2 separate regions of the Mus musculus genome follow, and region 1 is linked to region 2. Evidence: chromatin contacts called from public HiChIP or PLAC-seq data. All regions are on one chromosome and are shown on one strand. The core of a region is the stretch at or near the end of the contact, and the rest is flanking DNA. Distances in the headings are between cores, read along the strand shown. Region 1 holds the start of Pikfyve (phosphoinositide kinase, FYVE type zinc finger containing). Region 2 overlaps Creb1 (cAMP responsive element binding protein 1).

What was found. HiChIP or PLAC-seq counts read pairs in DNA pulled down with a chosen protein or histone mark.
Region 1: a contact with region 2 is called in an H3K27ac HiChIP or PLAC-seq map of embryonic stem cells, with 3 times the contacts expected there. The contact joins the promoter of Pikfyve here to the enhancer-like site in region 2. A contact is called at or near these places in 1 of 39 promoter capture datasets (liver), 6 of 115 datasets of contacts at active chromatin or transcription factors (acute myeloid leukemia, bone marrow-derived macrophages, embryonic stem cells and 2 more) and 2 of 9 other capture datasets (liver and pancreatic islet).

Annotation. Positions count from the first base shown.
Region 1 is chr1:65,180,805-65,188,024 of GRCm38.p6, forward strand. Pikfyve (phosphoinositide kinase, FYVE type zinc finger containing) reads left to right here and starts at 5,881. Exons shown (of 42, transcript NM_001310624.1): 1 at 5,881-6,029. It also overlaps a transcript of Idh1 not described here.
Region 2 is chr1:64,574,715-64,581,493 of GRCm38.p6, forward strand. It overlaps Creb1 (cAMP responsive element binding protein 1), which reads left to right. Exons shown (of 9, transcript NM_009952.2): 8 at 1,465-1,615. Among named protein-coding and RNA genes, the nearest start is that of Mettl21a, 40 kb to the right of the region's middle. Within about 2 kb of position 4,002, at least 4 of the 459 cell types and tissues checked have an H3K27ac peak or open chromatin away from gene starts, as enhancers often do. A contact at or near this core is called in embryonic stem cells, where this site is marked.

The DNA of each region.
Region 1 (7,220 bases), core at 4,631-7,130, 610 kb after region 2:
CTCGTAGAATCGTAAAATAATAAACTTATAGACTAAATGACTGGAAAAATTACAAAACATTAAAAAAATCATTATTGATGTCTAATATGTGAGTGTGGAAATGTGCATGCCATGGCAAGGATGTGGAAGCCCAAGGACAGTCTTGAGATTTGTAGGCTTTGGAGACCAAACAGGTCAGAAGGTCACAAGGCAAGTGCTTTGATCCTCCTGAGCCACCTCTCTAGCCTCACAAAGCAGTACATCACCACTATTAGTAACAATGAGACTTAACAACTGGTGTTTGGTTGAAGATTACATTTCTCTTAAAAATGTGAATATGACATTCACTGCTCATATTCATGTCGCTCACTGCATTTGCATGCTTATGATTTGCTATCTTTTTTTTTCATTTACTCAATAAAAGTGTCTAAATATTTAAATAAGGTCTAGTAGGAACACTACTGTAAACATCAATGGGAGCCTGGGTCAGAAAATGTCTGTTAGCATCTGCTTGCCTATGAGACACTCAGCCAGATGATGGAATTCCCATGAGATTCCAATGCTACTTTATGTTCGTTTTGATGATCTGGAAAGGTAAAAACACACAAAAAAGAAAACGAGGGCAGAGGTTCAGTAGGTCAAGGTATTTTCCTCCAAAGCAGATATTCTAAATTCAATCCCCAGTACCCATAAGGTAAGAGAGAACTGACTCCTGCAAGTTGTCCTCTGCCCTCCACACATGTGGTGTGGATTGCATACGTATATAGGTGCATGCACAGACACACACAAAATAAGTGCAAATAAAGACAATGAAGGGAAGTGAAATGACGTCATCATTACTTACCAGTTACGATTACCAGCAGGAGAACAGCAAAGATAACGGTTGCACTTGGTTTTTGAGTGACAGACACTCTTCTACAGGAAGGGATAGGATCATGAGTTGGATGACCAAGATAATGAGTTTAGCTCTAGGACTGTTTAAGGTGAATGCTTGTGGGACAGGAAAATGGGGTTGTCCAGGAGGCGCTAGCCACATACATCTGAGCTCAGAAGAAATGATGGGGCTGGGGACCAAAACATGGGTTTCTTTAGTGTGTGTTTAGTGATAGCACTGAAGATGGTGATGAGATCGTCCAGAAGTACTGAAGAATAGCCTACTAGCAGAACCCTGGAGGCATGTTTGAATCTTTAAGGGTCAGGTGGAAGATTAGAGCCTCCTACCCCCAAAGAGAATGCAGAACTAGGGTAGGAGAATTACAGAGTCTGCTGTGATGGAAGCCCAGAAAGTTTTCAAGTACAGAAGAAGTACTGTAGAACGGTAAGAAAAAGACAGAGCCTGGAAAGAAGAGTGGGAAGAGCTCATGGATGCACTTTCAGTAGGATGAGCCTACGGTCACTCTGATCAGGAGCCCTGCTGAAGGGGACTGACATGGCTTTAGAAGGGGGACAACACTGTGAAGAAAGCACTTTTTAATAAAGATTGTCTCATGTGGTCCAGGTTAACCTTGAACTTGTTATGTAGCAGAGGCTGGCCTAGAACTTCTGGTGTTCTTGCCGCCACATGCCAAGTGTTGGGTACAGGCCTGGATTATACTTAGCTATAGAACAAATGCCGATGATTGCTAGTTTCTGTCATCTGGCATACTTGCAGGCCATTTAACTTGAGCAGAGTGGGTCAGATCCTGTTACTTTGGAATCATTTGCTTTGGTTGTTTCTTCTTTTATTTCCTCATCGCATCAATAATAATGAAAAATCCATCTTTATCTTGCTTGGTAAAAATGCTCTTTATCAATTCTGAATGCTAGATTAGTGGAACTAGTGGAACTGGAGTATAAACATTTTCAAAGTGCTTGTTAGAGCCACCAAATCATTTTGCTGAAACATATATCTACTTATACTTTCACATGCAGTGCGAAAGAGTGATAATTTCATTAGAGTCTAGCTAGAAATTAGTCTTACAGTAAACAAACAAACAAAAACAATCTACCACCACTACTACCATTGTCACCACCACCACCATCACCACACCAAAAAAACCAACCAAAAACAGCGTTTGCATTATATACCAAATGAAACCATAATTTCTTAGACAGTCAATTGATTAGCGGCACTGGACAGGAAATGTTGGAAGTTAGTCCACTAGGCCAGACAGTAAATATGTGCTTTCAATATGTCAGGATTGTACCCCACAGGTCTGCTGTAATGAGTTATTTGTGAAAACGGAAAGCCTCTGTGTCTCATCAGGCGAAGGTGCTCACTCTTGCCTTGTCTCAACACACTATAAGACAAAGAAAGGCATAGACACTATCCAGATGGGAGAGGAAGAAGTTAAGAGGCCCTGCCTGTAGGTGATATGATCTCAGATCAGAAAAATCCTAAATGTGTGACCTAAAACCTCTGGGAAGTACTGAAACTCAGTAGCATTGTGTGCCATGCAACCAACACAAACACACAAAAGGTCACAACAAAAACAAGGTCAAAACACAAACACGGTCAATAGTCCTTTTTTTCTCTAACAGCAACACAAAAACGGTAAATAGTCCTTTTTTTCTATAACAGAGAACTCCTCAGAAGAGATCAAGAAAACAATCTCACTTGTAATACTACAAAATGAAAATGCTTAGAATTAGGGGCTGGCCTGGTCTACAAAGCTAGTCCAAGACAGCAAAGACTGCACAAAGAAACCCTGTCTCAAGAAACCAAAAATGAATTGAGTGTAGTGTTTCAGTCCTGCAAACCCGGCACTCAGGAGGTGAGGCAGGAGACTCTCTGGTTTGAGGACAACTTTGGGTACATAGACATTGTCTCAAATCACCTGCTCCCCTAATAATGCTTCCCAGCTTTAAAAAGCAGAAATCTAGAAAAAGAGGCAATTCTATAATTTGTAGGACTACTAAAAGAGTAGTCCGAAAAACTAAAGATTCCAAATAGTACAAAGCTATGTTCATCAATACAGCATGGTCTCAGCACAAAAGTAGACATAGACCACAGAATAGAAAGAAAAGAGCAGGAATAAATCCACTTATGATAGACTTACTATTCAGAAAAACCCTGAGGGAAAGGATAGTCTGTTTAATGAATGTTATGGGAAAAACTGAATACCCACAGTGCACGAAGGAAATTAGATTGATATTTCACACTACATTTAAAATTAACTCAAATTGAATTAAATATCTAAATTTAACACCTAAAAAGTACAAATTAGTAGAAGAAAACACAAGCAAAAAAACCCATGACATTGCCCTGAGCAGTGACTTTTGTTTTTCTTATTTTATTTTTTTTTATTTATTTTTTGACTTTTATTTTTATTTTGTTTAACCCAAAAGCTTAGGCAAAAAAAAAAAAAAAAAAAAAAAAAAAAAAAAAAAAAGCAAAACAGACAAATAGGATGTTATCAAAATAAAGTGCTCTGGAAAGCGAGAAAAACAACTTTGAAGAGATGATCTATGGGATAGTAGAGAATATTTACTTGACTTTGAACATTAGAACAAATATAAATTTAAAAACAAGGAAATTTTATCCTTTGTGGCAACATACTGAACCTGGAGGAGCCTATAGGAAGTGAAATACGCCAGAAATAAAAGCCCTGTAAGGTCTCAAGTGTAGAGTTTTAAAAATGTTAAGTTAGAAAGAAAAAGAGCAGAGTGGTAGTTTTTAGGGGTTGGGGAGCAGAGGTAAGAGGGGAAAATAGGAAACAGAAAGCAAATGTTCAGAAAGTCATGGATCCTGGCAACAATACCCAGGGTTTTCATGAGATGCTTCCACTGGCCAAATCAGGGGCAACTTTTAGAGAATAGTGACAACTTTTAAAGAATAGTGACAACTTTTAGAGACTGAATAGTGACAGTGTTGAATTGGGGCATTACTGAGAAAAATTATATTGATACTAACCAATATAAAGAGAGGGAAAGGCTACGAATTCTCAGTAAAGTATTATAAGCACGTGAGCACAGTACCATAGTGCACCCAAGCCCAGCAAGTATCATAGAAGTGCTTGGATGGAAGTTCTGGGAAAGAATAGTTACAGGTACGCACAAAATGTCTCTACAGATAAAATACACCTGGGATTAATTTTTGATGTCTAGGATGAGGTAAGAACCCAAACTAATTTCTTTTCCTAAAAGAGAAGTCAATTTTCCCACAGAAATTAAACTTCATGCTAATGTAGGCACGGAAGTGCAAACTTCTGGGGAACATGGACTGTGTTATGGCCACAGCTTTACCTTTAGCACGGTACCTATGTGGCCAGTGACTGGCGCAGAGAACGAGGACTTGTCCAATTAATGACTCATAAAATGTTAGCTGAGGAGCTGGAGAGATGGCTCAATGTTAAGGGCATATACTGCTTTTGCAGAGGACCCAAGTTTGATTCCTAGCACCCACATTTGGGGGCTCACGACCTCCTATATCTCCAGTTTCAGAGGAATCTGACCCCCTGGCCGTCCCCCTATGCTCCTCTGGCACCCGCTCAGCCCACTATATCTTTTAAAAAGTGTTAGTTGATCGGGTGTTTCTGTACATAGAGTTTCTTCTGTATCTTGCTATCCTCTCTGCTGGATTATCTATTGTGTTCTCTTGGTCTATTTTATAATTTATTGTACGTTTATGGAATATTAGGGTCTGTTGGGCTAATTTAAGAAAAGATTTTTTTTTCTTCTTCTTAGGGAAGATGCTTGTGTATGTTTATGGGCCAAGGAAGGAGTTATTGGGAAAGGTTTGTTTGAAGAGACATTGCAAGCCCCCAGGGATATGTGTGAGGGACGTGGTTGGTGGTGGAGGTGGTTAGGTTAAGGATAGATAGTACCCAAGGTAGCCCGGTGTTTTGATTTGTATAGATGACAGTTAGAGTGGAGAGTGGAGAGAGGCACAGTAGTAATGAAGACCAATGCGGTCAGAGGACGCTGAGGACAAGATCCAAGAGCCAGTTAAGGATGGTGACCAGGAGTTGCAGCGTCCCCTAGCTTCAGGTTTTGATGGTAATTTCCAACGTTGAAACAAATCAAACAAACAAAAAACCAAAGCTGGGTGGGAAATGCCAAAGTTTTAGAAGAAAAGAATTCTCAGAATATCACCAACCTTCAGATTCCTTTCAATGCTCCCCTGCAAAGCCCTACGCTTTCAGTAAGCGGGTTTTAGCTTGTTTTCTACTTTTAACGGCACAGCCCTGTTAGCAGGACAAAAATAACGGGTCATGTTAATACTAAGCTGAGCAAGTCAGGGCTTGATAACTCTTATCTGCAACACAAAACCCGAATTAAAAAAAGCTATATTCAACCTCACTTGAGTCAGATTCTGTGCCAACTGCCTTTCATGCACAGTTCTACCTAATCCTCAAACAAGACCACCAAAAACATTAACAACAAAAACAACAACAGTAAAACAACAGGGAGTAAACGCAGCTATAATTAACCCTCCTTTACCCACCAGAGGTGTGAGGCCTAGAGAAACAAGCGATTTGTTCAAAGACACATAGTTGGTGTTAGCGGAGTCCTGAAAGGATCCTGAAAGCTAATTAACTACCTCTTCACTCTGGACTACACAGGTAGAAGTCGGTCCAAGAGAGCTCTGAGAGCGGTCCTAAATTATATGTGCTCACGTTGTTGAACACATACGGTAACAGCGACTGGCTGGCGTCTAATGCCTGGCGCGCGTGATGCTCACATGCACCGTCCTCCCCGCTTCCTTCAGGATGGCTGAGGCAGCGTTAAGTCCTCTGGGGGGAGGGGGGGGGGGGTCTAGAACGATACTCTCTGGGTTGGATTCTTTCAGCCTGAACATCTGATCGGAAGGTCTAGAGGGCGGAGAAAAGTAGGCGGAGCCGGCCCTTGGAGCCGGTTGATGATTGGTTAGAAGGGGTACTGGGCGGAGCCTTGAGGTGGTAGGCGGAAGCGAGAAGCCGCAGTTACCGCGTAAGCCTCTGGGCTTCTCGGCGCGACCGCCGGCTGCCTGAGAAAGCCGGCGCTGTGCTTGGCCTCGGCTTCCCGGCCGAGAGTGGTGAGGCGGAGGCCGGGGAGGCGGGAGGCCCGCGGGGCCGGGGCGGGAGGCGAAGGTAAGGGAGGCGGCGAGGCATGGGCAGGCAGGGCGCGCAGTGGGAGGAAGGCCAGCGTGGGTCGCGGAGCACCGCCGGAGGGATGGCGAGGGCCCGGGGCTCTGCGGCCGAGACTCGGCCGGCGAGCGGGGAAGACCCGCCGGGAACCGGCTGGCTTCTGAGCGCCCGGCGGCCCTGTGTGGCGAGACCGGCCGCGGGCCTCCTGGGCCATCTCCCGCCGAGGCTTCCTTGACACAATGGAAGTTCTCTTGCCTCTCTGTTTTCCTAATGCTCGAACTTATTTTGGAGGTGGACCATGTCATCCCTTCCTCTGAGCGGGCGAGCTCAAGTCTCAGGGTGCAGCCTACTCTGGAAAAGAAAGTTCTGACCCACAGAAACCATTCCATGCTTGAGTGTGTCCACCAGCTTAAATGCTGGTTTTTGCCATTTGAGGCTTTTATTTTTCCTTTTTAACTTTAACGTAGTCCTGTTTTGAGGAGGAGGCTTTGTTTCCGAGTAAGTCGTTTCCCCTTTCCCAAGAGGTTCCCAAGAAAGGTTGAAAGTGAAATTTGATGGATGCATTTAGGAATTTAGGGTCTTCTGTCCTATGTAGGTTCTTAGGACATTCAGGGGAAGATGGCAATTCTGCATAAAGCAGGTCATTGCTGTGTATCTTAAGTGCGTAATGTGTTAAATGATGAAGGGTTGCTTCTTCAGTTGGTGCATCTTGTGTTGGTAGAGGTAGACGCCCAGCAAACCTCACCGTCTTGTTTTACATTTATTTGAGTCTCTTTCTGCCTCTCCAGGACTCCCACTCTGTCCCATTCCCTCTCCCCCCCCCCCGGGGGGGGGGAGTGAAAGAGAGATAGACAGAGACAGAGACCGACACACGTGCGGGGTGGCGGCGGGGGTTGGGTGGGGGGAAGATAGTCTTAGTTTCTTTCTCTTCGATTCATTAGGTTAAGGCTTGTGACTAAGGTCAGGACTTTTCTGAGAAGCAACACTAATTTCCTGAGTCCTCCCCCTCCCTTTGCCTCTTTCTGGAAAAGTTACGTGGATCACACTGGTTTTCCTTTAATGTTTCTGTTGTGCATGGGTCACAAAATGAACAATATGCCTTTCTTGATGGAAGCTAACATTGCTTGTATTCAGCTGTCCTGCATTAATAGATAAAAGTTTGAGAATTATACTTAAGAAAAAAACACTCTAGAA
Region 2 (6,779 bases), core at 2,752-5,251:
ATAGAGCTTTTCTGAAGTCATCAATTTGGATTTTGGATAAGAACAAGCATCATTATGCAGATCCTTGCTCATTGGAGAACAAGTTGTCCTTTAGCCTCGGTGGACGAGAGGATTTTGTTTTGTTTTGTTTTGTTTTGTTTCCCAAAATTTCAAGAGTCTGGAGAGTGTTAACTATTCAGCATTAATTCACTGAGCAGTTCATAGTTCAATATTACCAGATTAAAAATTTATAGATTAAAAAAATAATATTTGCTTCTAAAAATATTTTATTAATAATAACTAATGTTGCCTGTGTTAATGAGAGTTATATCCCTTCACCATGGATAATTACTTTTGGATCATACCACAACACCAAGTAGAACATCTTTTGTTTAACAATGTCTAATAAATTTATACTATATATCTTGTTATTAGACCAATGATATTTAAAAAATATTTTGCTTATTAGTGGGAGTAAAACACCTTTTCACTTTACATGCAGGTACTCAAAAAATTGTAAAGCAGGATGTCAGTGAATTTGAATTCTCAACGTCAGTTTGAATATGGTAACATGTTTAGTATATAAATCTTTGTCCCTCAAACGATACAATCGGTGTTTTTAACTGATATGAATGATTTTATAAAGACATTCAAAATCTCTCACATAGTATTAGGGTACTTATGAAAGCATATCATGACACTGTTTCTAGAAGCAAATAATGGACAAATAGTGATTTTTTTTTTCACATATGGAGATTGTATGGTGAGGAAAACCCAAACTACACGCCTTTAATTCCAGCACTTGGGAGGCAGAGGCAGAGGCAGGTGGATCTCTTGAATTCTAAGCCAGCCTGGTCTACATAATGAGTTCTAGACAGCCAGGGCTACATAGTAAGTCCCTGTCTTAGAAAACTGAAATGAAAACAATTCAGCTTTTACTTACTTAGTTTTAGTCACTTATATTAAGATATGTTTACATATACCATGATTGGCAGCAAATGTCCAGTTTTTCATACTTGGAGTTTTGTTTGAATTAGAAATTTATAACAGTTTCTATATGCTTATTTTTTTTCTTCTATTTTGCTATTTTATGAAAAATCATGGTCGTTTTTATGTCGTGGCAAGAGTCTACTTGAGTTTTTTGGGTTTTGTTTTAAATGTGAATTTATGTAAAGCAAGGGAAGATACTGAGGCCTGTGTGGGAGGACATCTCTGCTCAGCTCCTTTAGACTTAAAGCTGACAAGCATGCAAACCACAGACTGCATCTCCCTCCCAGCACAACATGAATAAGACCCGCAGGGACGCTGAGGCACCCTGCCCCGTACCTGTACTAATAAATAGGACAGACAATTGGAGTCTTCTTCTTAGATAGAGTCCCATTCCCTGTTTCCCTTTTAATCTAAGTATGTTTAGATTGATTGAGACACAGTTGAATTAAATTGTAGTGTTTCTGTGTCTTATACCTTGTTCGCTCTTCTCTGCAGCTGCCTCAGGCGATGTACAAACATACCAGATCCGCACAGCACCCACGAGCACCATTGCCCCTGGAGTTGTTATGGCGTCCTCCCCAGCACTTCCTACACAGCCTGCTGAAGAAGCAGCACGGAAGAGAGAGGTCCGTCTAATGAAGAACAGGTACAGATTCCAAACACTTAAATGCTATGGGTCAAGTATGTCTATAAACTCTTCTGTGTGTGCCTTTACATCTGCTAACAGTAGGTTCTGTGCATTGATTTTCTTTTTCTGGTAGAATTAGTGGATCTTGCTAAAGCTTCTTTGTTTATTAAGTTGCATTTATAAGATGGCTAATGGAACTTTAGGTCAGTCTTCAATCAAAAAAGTAATTTTTCTTCATAGTTTTTCCACAAGAGAAATACATAGCTTTAATGAATTTGTACTTTATTCTAGCTAATAGGATATGTTAATTAAAAAAATTTGTAAGTAATATTCATCAAAGTGTCACATATGTATACTAACATTAGACTCTAGTTTATTTGCATTAAATTTATTTATAACAAGTATACAGTAGCCATTTTTGTTTTAATGAATACTTTCTTTTGCATTTTTATACACTTACAGATTTATTTATGCATGTTTTATGCATATGTGTCAATGCCTACATGTATGTATATGTACCACATTCATACCACAAAGGGCAGAAGAATGCATTAGATCTCTTGGAACTAGAGTGAGAGGGGTTGGTCAGCCACCTGCCTTGTTCTTTGTTTGGGGTCAGAGTCTTGCTGTGTGGGCCAAAGTTGCCTGGAGCTCTTATCCTCCCGCCTCTGGGAGTGAGTGCTGGAATCACAACCTTGGGCCTGGCCTTAGGGGCAGGGGCTTTCTTTACTCAGTAATAACTTAACATCCAAACACTTTTAAAACAGAGAAATTCTAAAAAGTATGGTATTCCCGACAAAGCCTTAATGCACAGTTAATGTTAGTCTTAAGAAGTTAAAGTGGTACAGAAGAGAAGCTATAAAACACAGGTAAAGCCTTTCTTAGAAATTTATTTGCTTTCAAATGTTTTTGCCATCTTAAAAAAAAGGAAGTTATTAATGTGGAAATGATCAAAACAAAACAAAACAAATGGTCTGAGGAGGCCATCGTTGGTTAATGTGTTCACCATCCAAGCAAGAACACTGGAGTTCAGATCCCCAGAACCCATATAAAATTCTTGGTAGGGCCCTGTAATTCCTCTGATGGCACAGGTGGGGTTTTCAGGGTAAGCTTGTCTGTAAGCTCTGGGTTGAAGAAACCATGACTCAAGAGTAAGCGAAAAAGCAACATTAGGGAAGATAGCCTGCACACACATAAAACATGTGAGTAAACATCAAGGGGCTATAATGGGGGAGGGAGGTGAAAACTAAAAGAGAATCAAGGTGTATAGAGATGTAAACTATTTAAATTCTTCTTTTTACCCCAAGAGTGTAAGAACTATGATAAAGTAAATGAGACAGAAATTGAACTTAGCAGATCTAACTTCAATTCCTGCATTCACCCTTTAGCTATGACTCTGGAAGAATACATTAATTTCCTAAACTTGGGTTTCTACCTTTGAGTAAAATAAGATCTCTCCTTGCACCCAAAGCTTGGCTCTCAGGGTCAGGTAAGACAGCACATGGCATCTCTACTGCTCCTTCTCTTCCAACAATTTTATTTTTGGTAGGTCAGCATCATTGTTCCTGAAATAGTCTTAACTGTCACAGTCTTAGTAAATTATATCTAGCTATGAAAAAGGAGAAACCCATTCTGAGATAGTAAGGGAATCTTGAAAAGAAGCCCTGTGACCTTTATTGTGCACCAAACTGTAGTCTCCCCTCCCCCAGCCTGAAACCTGCTTGCTCAGGGGTGGAGCTTCCCACTCAATCGTTCTGCCACGCCCACTGCTGGACCTGCGGCTTTGCTGTTTGGAGCCGTGCACGTGGTCACCCTGCTATTTGACCCCAAGACTAATTGGCGGGAATCGGGCCCCCTTCCCCTGCTTCATAACTGCGTGTAGAACAGTAAAATAGAACTTTGATCAGAATGCCTGTCTTAGCTGCATTTCTTTATCTCGCCACCTAGTCCTCTTCTCTTCCAGGTTTCCAAAATGCCTTTCCAGGCTAGAACCCATGTTGTGATCTGCTGGCCGGACACAACACCAAACAACTATAAGTAGTTAAGATATAATAGAAATGTACTGCCTAACTCTTATTTAAATGTTATTTGGAAATACGAATTAAGTTACACATTAATCTGTTCAGTTTTAAAGTATTTGTTAAGAAATAGTTGACCTTTTCTAAAATAAGAAAGAATGGTGTTTAAGATGTCTCAAGTAAAGATCTAATTGTAAAATTTCAGACAGCAGCACTTACTAAAGAAACAATTCTAAGGGGACAGAGTAATCAGAATGTTTTTTAAGGACTTGAAATCATGGCTGCATACTTTGGCTCTGTAGAGTGAAGGCTCATCTCTTACAGAGAACCTCAGAGAGGTGTGGGACCATGTGCAGGGGCAGCACCAGCTCCTTTCTTCCTCCCTTCCTTGCAGTACTGGGGATTGTCCTGAGGGCCTGTTCATAGTAGACAGGCGCCCTACCACTGATTTAGACTCAACCCAGCCTTTTTACAATTTTTAAAACTTCCAGACAGGGTGTTGCTGTTACCCAGGTTGATCTGAATTCACTCTGAGATCCGGTGGCACATTACCCATCCCTACCTCATCTCTGGAATCCTGAAGCAAAGCTTAGTTTCAATAAAAAAGAGCCAGGCTACTTTTTCCAGTCTTTCTGTCTCAGCTTCCTGAGTAGCTGAGATTACAACCTGTGCCAGCCAAGCCTACTCATATTACACCTTCTTAGCTGCCCAGAGCATTGCCTGCTTATAAACACTTGTTAGGTTTACCAGTAGGCACAATGCTGCTTTTTCTCCACTTCTCAGTGTTCTGAAAGTCACTCTGACAGAATCCCCGAGAAACCAACTTAAAGAAGAAAAGTTTTAAAAGACGCTCAGTTTCAGCACTCCATGGTTACTGGGCACCATTGATTTTGGTCTCATGGTGAGGCAGAACATCATGGCCAGGAGCCTGCAGTGGAACAGAGTGGCTCACGTTTTAGCAGACTAGAGGCAGAGAAAGAAAAACATGTCTGGAGAGACTGGTAGTGGATCTCACACAATGGAAAGAAAGTAACTCTCCAAAATTGTCCTCTGTTCCCCTTCTGTGTGCTTTGGGGTGTGTGTGTGTGTGTGTGTGTGTGAGTGTGAGTGTGTGTGTGTTCCCCCTAGTTATCTTCCCTGGACACACAAAAATAAGTAAATGTAAAAGGTTGGTAATGTAGGAATGATAGACAACACTCATCGACCTCTGGTTTCCACAAGCATATGTACCTGTACAGACCTGCACATTACACAAGCTTAGACCACACTGATAGGAATGAGTGAATGTAAGTTGTTTTTAAGTGATTGGAAATTATGGCCTAGTCTTCAAGGGCATAACTTATTGACCCACTTCTCTTCAGCTAAGTTCTATCTCCCAAGTTTTCCGATACCTTCCTATGCAATTGTGAACGTATCCATGGATTAACCCGTAAGTGAGGCGAAGGTCCTCATAACTCACAACATTGCTTTTATTCATAGCCAAGCCTTTTCAGGAACACTCCATTGAAACCATAGGCCACTCTACTACTGTCACTACCTCCAAACCACACCAGGTTAGGAAGGCAGGTCATTTTTTTTTTTTAATCATAATCTTCTCAGATGGTTTATTTTTGCTTGGAAACATCATCAAAAGGATAAATAGTGTACATAAAATTTAAAAACAAGATCTTCCATTTAGGAAGTCAACTAGTATTTTATTTATGAATTTTCAGGGAGGAAAGTCACATTGTAAAATGATATTTTACATCTTCAAGTGTCCCAGGAGTAGATGAAAAACCACGCTGTCCAAGATGGCCATCCTTAGTTTGCCTGCTGTGAGGATATATACTGTTGCTGGCCCCAACTAACAGCTGTGTATCAGCACACACCAGATTTCCACAATTGGGACAAAATAAAAGAGTACAATATCCAAATAATTTTATATTAACTGTGCATTAAAATGATAATACTTTAGGATAAATGAGGTTAAGTAAAATTCATTTCAAATAAATTTTGTTTCTCTTTAAGTGTATAATCAAATATATGTATCTAATATTCAGCGTACAAAGCAAAAAGATACTATTTTATTATGTATTGTTGACATATAAATGGGCTTCAGAATCTATGCTTTAAAAAAACAAACATGAACAAAGAAAGGTCATGAACTGCAGGGCAGTTCCCTGGGAATTCATACAAAACCAGTGTTTGCTCTGATGGATACTGACGCAGTATTAACTTCATCATTTACTGTGCATGAAGGCAGGGCAGATGGTGAGACAGCTGTGGCAGACGGTTTAAAGATCAATAAACACACATCTAACTTTGTATCTCTTATCTCTTGTCCTTAATGGAAGGTAAACAGTGATATGCGTGCAAGCGTGCCGTGGGTGCGTGCGTGCGTGCGTGCGTGCGTGCGTGCGTGTGTGTGTGTGTGTGTGTGTGTGTGTGTGTGTGCTATGTATGTGCTTCTTGGTGTGTTCACATGCACACATACACGCACGCAGCTCAAGGTTTCCAAGAGGAAATGAAAAGGGCTAACTAAACAGGAAGGCAGTTGTTAAGATAGTTGCTTACAAGAGGTCTACAAAGCTGCCTGATTACAAGCAGGGACTGTAATAAGATGCTTTTGCTTAGATTTAGTTACTGTCTGTCAAAGGGAAGTTGCCCATACTCTGAAGTAGTTCTCTTTCCTCTACCCAGGGAACTTTTTAAGCTTTCCTAGAATCTGGCTTCTTACCATATCACTTACATGTGCCTAGAAAAGTACAGGCTTTCCCATACCCCTGGCAAGTCTAGCATACTCTTCTCAGTTATTTCTACCTCTGTGGTTAGCCAACTTTTGAATGTTCAGTATCCTAAGCTTCCCTGGTTTATTCTAAGTTACAGTGTGTATTAGACACTAGCCTTCACACGCAGTCTGTCTCTTATAGCCAAATAAGATCTTTTTCCACTTTGCAGAAGAGAAAGAAGGTAAATACCAGAGAAAAGCTAAATAGCAGTCAGATGTCCGGTATCTTAGGTAAAAAGCCTGAAAGACAGTTTGACCCTGTGTCTAATGACAAGTCTCCTGAGCTTGTTTCACCCTGCTGTGCCTCTAAGCAGAGTAAAACACACTGTTGTCAGGATACATAGCCCCAGGAAATAACTGTAGAATGCTTTCCTGGGATGTCCATTTTGCTCAGAGT